Regions from separate parts of the Mus musculus genome. Here region 1 is linked to region 2. A link is a contact called in public Hi-C data. All regions are on one chromosome and are shown on one strand. Each heading gives the region's core, a stretch centred on a gene start, on an enhancer-like site or on the middle of the called end of the contact. The rest is flanking DNA. Distances are from core to core; before and after follow the strand shown.

Region 1 (2,700 bases), core at 94-2,593, 320 kb before region 2:
AGATAGGAGGGAATCCAGGATCATCCAAGGATGTTTCAAGTGTGGATGATACTGAAAATGACATACATAAGGTTCTCTTCCAAAAGTCCCCACATTTAACTGATAATCGGAACCAACAGGCACGTATTTAAGAGCATAGATGACCAGGCTATGCCTCTGACTCCTTCAGAAATTCCCTAGGATAAGGAAGAGAGTGGAATGCCTGGGATTGGTGACACAGCCAGTGGAGTCTGGTGTAATCTAGGAAGCTCTATATTGCATTTCCTTCTGCACTTTGGGGGATGTTCCAGGTCCCAGAGAGACATGGGCGGGAGGTGCTGCCTGCGTGGTAAAGACACCTGGAACCCTGGGAGGGCAAGGAGAGACATTGGGAGGAGCTGTTTTAAATTTCCCTTCTGCCAATTGAGACTGGCGAGCTAGAGGAAGTCGGAGCTCCACAGAGAGCTGGGTGGTCCCAAACATCAGCTTTAATTGCGTAATGCTATTGCCAGGTGTTTTCTTCTGGGACAGAGCCTCCGTGTGGTTGCCGACAAACCCTGAGCAGCATCCTTGGGAGTCTTTAAGCCTCAACTTATCATTTTACTTATGTTGAGAGGAACTTCAAGGCGGTGTAAATAATATATATCTCTTCTTTTTAAAAAATCGGTGTAAATATTTCATAGAATGTACAGTAAATAATAAATACATCTGAAGAAAACAATATAAATATTTGATAGTTTGCAGAGCAACTGTTAAGTCTGGAATTACATATGAATGCTCCAAAAAATTCAATAAATCCTAAATTACATACAAATGGCTCAGAAGTGACCCACACATAGTCATGGGTACAGTTTTTAAAACTGCTGTGTTGGCTTCTTAGCCAGGGGAGTGTTAAATCAAGATGTCATGCTGTTTAACAGCCTGCATTGTGAATCATCCAAAATTTTGGTAACTCCCAAGCTCCAGCACCTTCTGATAATACTTGGCTTGCATCTTGAAATAATAAAAACGCCCTCTGCCTACAAGAGAAGCACAGGGATACCACACCACACAGCTGCTACTTTTGATGCAAAGACTTTCCAATCCTGCAACAGCCACTCTCAAGGAGAGGCAGGATAATCAGCGTCAAATGCCTCTTACAAACAGGGCAGCCACGACTGTCTCACACTCATCTGCAGGTCAAGTCTCTGAATAGAAAGCTTCAGCGAGATACATCCCCCACCCCCACCCCCAGGATACCAGGGAATTCTTTTCTATTCATAAAGTGATCAGTCAGGCCACTGCGAACTTCTGTTCCTGGATCTGTCCCATTTTCACAGGCCTCAGCACTTCTATAATTATACAGAGCTCCCGGCTCTACAGAGCACATAAGCCTGCCTGTGTCCTCATCCACTTCGATTACTTTCCGTCATGTGTGCCCTTCAAGACTGAATCCCAGCACAGTTCCCCTGGGACATCATTCTCAATGAACCTAGCATATGGCTTCCCTGTAGCAAGTGTCCTAGAGAACCAAATAGTTGTTTGTATTATTTATTCATTCTTGTTCCCCAGAACCTAAAAGGGTGCCTGATACAGTCAGCTCCTTTGTTGGATAGGTGAATGCACGCATGAATGCACGAATATCTGTCTCACCTAGTGACCAAGGAGACTATTTTTATACATCATGTCCTTAGAGCCTGACACGGACCTCATGTACAATAGATGCCCAATAAAGATATACAGAGAAGGTAAATAGACCTAATCAGATAATGTGTCCATGTGTCTTTGTAGTGGAGAATTTTGTGTTGTGTGAATGAGAGTGGAGAAAAAAGGAAAGACACAGAGATCTTAAACTTGTGCCAAGATAAAGCTTCCCCCACTGAAACATATCCCTGGGGGAGATTAAAATGTGCGTGCCTTAACAAATGTTTATAAAAAGAATAGGTATAGGTTTTTTTTTTCTTCAAAATAAATTCACATTAAGATTTTTTCAAAGGCTCCTGGTTACACCCATGTAGTGTTTATATAGTACATACCTTTATGAAGCTGGAGACACAAGCACACTTAGCACATTAAATTTTGCACTTGATGGAGGCAATTTATTCACCTCATTTTCCCTTTGCAGGAAGCAAAGGCAAATTAAAGAAAAAGATCTAATGACTTGCCCAGAGGCACTCGAAGCAACAGCCGATCCAACGTCTTTGCTGCGGCACTGTGGAACACAGGGCTCTGGAAGCTTCCAGGGCTAAGACTGGTACAATGCCTCGGAAGCCATCTGAAACCTACCAGGCCGCAAATATACGTGGCAGGTGAGTTCCACTGAGGACTCTGGCAGTGATGGATACTCCAAGAAAAATAAGACATGATTCCTGACTTTGGAAAGGTGATGACCTAATTGACTGTTGACTGCCAGAATAGTGTAGTTGCGAAGGATAGGCACTCTGGAAGCACTTACATCTCAATGAACAGCTTTAGACATCCATCACTACATGGAAGAAGGGTGTCTCATTCAGATTTCCTCCACTGTGTGTGATTGAAGCAGAAAAGAAGCTTGATGTAAGTATATGGGGACCCAAGTGTAAGAAAGGGATAAGACCCAAAGGATGAGAACAAAAGCTAAATATGATGGATGGGTGCTCCTCAGTGCCTCAGCCTAACAAGCCTCTTGAGGAGACAGACCATGGCCCAAAAAAAAAAAAAAGGGTTTCCCCCGTAGTCCAGAAATCTTGCCCTTTCAAAAGT
Region 2 (2,700 bases), core at 15-2,514:
GCAGACCCTCAAGCTATGATGCTCTGCAGCTGCCGTGCCTACCTGTCTCCACTCCAGAGAATGCCGGAACACCCAGGAGGCAGCAGGCAGGGTTCAACAAGGGTAAGGTTTTACTCTTGTCTTTAATCTGGTACCATGGGGACACTGGACCCTCACCCTTGGGATGTCCATAAAATATAAAAATCGGGGTTTCTTTGTTTGGCTCTTTCTTAATTGATTATCCATTTGTGTTCAAATAAATGAGGCTTCTTCTGGCTAGTGGTTAACTTAGAATCAGACAGTGGGAAGGCGTTACTGTCTATGGCACCTGTCACAGGCATAGGAAAGGCATCGTTGGTGTCCTGAAAATGTGCCTGATGAAAGCTAATATATGACCCAGAATCAGTAATCAGAAAGGAGGCTTTGAATCTCACTCATCTTAAGATTTGGGCCAAGTAACTTCTCTGTGAACTGATTTTTTTCCCATCTATATCAACTGGAGTTGAACCACTTTGAGGAAGGTCGGTGTCAAGGTCTAGTTCTCCCAATCTGTGACTTCCCTTCAACCTTAGTGCCTGGCTTTGCTAAGATACAAAAGCATCCACTCCCGGGTAGAGCAATGAGACCTGGGCCAGTTCCCGCCACACATCCAAGATGATAGAAAGCCCGACCCAGATTCTGCACTGGCTAATTGAGCATTAAGACACAACAAGGGCTCTATTGCGGCATAATAATGCATGCCTGGCTGATTTATTAAGCATCTAACTTAAAAGCGCATTGTTCTGCAAGGCCCCGTAGCTTAGGCAGCGCTCCATGGAAAACACTTGCGGTGAGGCTGCTGTAGTGTTCAGATCCTGTTACATCCCATAACTTCCAACTTCCCAGTCCCTAGGCTGCAGCCTTCAGCTCCCTTCCTGCCCTTTTCAGAAGCCTGACAGCCTGGGTCTGGCTCTCACCTCTTTGCAGAGCTGTGGCGCCCCCTGTCGGCACTGAGTTTTTCTTAGATTCTAACTATGCAGCAAAGGGAGGAGGGATTGACGGCTTTCTCTAACTCAGATGAAGCCAGGCAGAAGGCAAACGAAGAGAAAGAACCCCACAACCTGCCCCCTTGGCCAGCCTAATTTTACTCAGAGCACTTCTCTCTGGCTCCCATGTTTATGTTTATTTAAGCTCCACTCGTGTACAACGATAACAAAGCCTATGTTTTGTTCTCTATTGGAATTTCGGCTCCCTGCTTGGCATGAAGGAGGCACCTGGTAATATTTTCCCCGAAAGAATCATTTATTCATTCCATGAGTGGTGATGTCAGGTGGTAGCAACAGTCTCCAAGCAGAAGAAAGCAGGGTAAAGAGGATGGCGTGCCAAAAGTAAGTTTTGCTATTTCAGATGAAGTGATTAGGGAGTGGGGAGAGCTCTCGATAAAGATCCACAAACAGAAACAAAGAAAATAAGAAAATGTGTCACTCAAAGTTGTAGGGGAAGAATATTCTAGATTGAACCCAGCCAGTTTCAAGGCCCAAGTGAGAGCGTGACGAATTTGCAGGGGCCCATGGGCCTGAAGCATAGCACGAGAGCAGAAGGCAAGAGGGTTGAGAGGTATCTAAGGCCAAATCTCTAAAAGGGACAGGAGCTTGCCAGGCATGGACCAGATCCAACCCCGTGCCCTTTGTGGTAATGTGCCGGGTTATAGCCGTGCTGTGCCTTACCTTATCCTCCATGGCTTTGCTCATGCTACAGCAGATGAGCACACAGACACCAGGCCGGCAAAGGCCAAAATAGTCGCTGTCCAGCCCCTGCCCTCAGTCATCAGAGACCACTGTCAAGACTTCAGCTCTTCTCAGAAGAACAATGGGAAGCCACTAGAGGCCCAGACACTGAGCAGAAGGTTGACACACTCAGACTCACAACTTAAAAGGATCAGAGTTGCTTCTGAGGGAAATAAGAATTGTAGGGGTAGAAGCTGAAAAGTCAGTTAAGAGGTGAGAAATGGAAGTAGATTCGGCTAGAAATATTATCAGATTAGGAGATACACACCCCAGAAGCCCCTGTAACCTGCACTGCGTTTCTTTGCTTTTATGGATTCTAGCCTGGAGCTTCTGGGTTTATATGGGAGAGCTAAGAAGTCATCTGAAAAACTACAGTGTTGTTTCATTTCCATTTCTTTTCTACATCAGGAAGGAAGCCATGGCTATGATGCTAAATGTTGCAGAGAACAAGCAGCCATTTCTAATGATCTTTTGCTAATCATTCTAGGCTTGAGCTAGGGTCAAGACAAGACATTGGTTTATGTGCCAGTTCCTGGCAGCTTTCCTCATTGAAGCAGACAGACATTCAACTGGTTGGGGTTGGGGGGCACTTGGATTTAGGTCTGAGGGGGTTGAGTGCAGGTCAGGACATCAGCAAAGGCTTCAAGCTACAATTATGAATCAAACATTCCAGAGGAAGCTGAGGACCAGGGGACAATGTAATGACAATGGGAAATACCCAAAAGAAAGTATAAGGGTCGCACATCCTTACACATCCTTGCCCTCAGCCCAGCAATCAGCATGACTCAGGTAAAGCCTCACCTCCCATCATTCCTTGATGCAACACATACAGAGGCTGCCAGGTAGATGAGACATGTTTCCCTGTCATCTTGGTTCTCAATGGGTTTGATTTGGTTTGGTTTGGTTTGGGGGGTTGGTTTTTAGTTTGGGGTTTGCTTTGGGTATTGTTGTTTGG

Evidence for each region. A called contact is a pair of places that touch in the nucleus more often than the background predicts.
Region 1: a Hi-C map of cortical neurons shows a contact between it and region 2, with 4 times the contacts expected there. The contact joins two enhancer-like sites. A contact is called at or near these places in 1 of 484 Hi-C or Micro-C datasets (cortical neurons) and 1 of 9 other capture datasets (embryonic stem cells).

What each region holds. Positions count from the first base shown.
Region 1 is chr1:76,245,049-76,247,748 of GRCm38.p6, reverse strand. No RefSeq gene overlaps it. Among named protein-coding and RNA genes, the nearest start is that of Gm32737, 150 kb to the right of the region's middle. Within about 2 kb of position 1,343, at least 16 of the 459 cell types and tissues checked have an H3K27ac peak or open chromatin away from gene starts, as enhancers often do. A contact at or near this core is called in cortical neurons, where this site is marked.
Region 2 is chr1:75,924,180-75,926,879 of GRCm38.p6, reverse strand. No RefSeq gene overlaps it. Among named protein-coding and RNA genes, the nearest start is that of Gm32622, 11 kb to the left of the region's middle. Within about 2 kb of position 1,264, at least 50 of the 459 cell types and tissues checked have an H3K27ac peak or open chromatin away from gene starts, as enhancers often do. A contact at or near this core is called in cortical neurons, where this site is marked.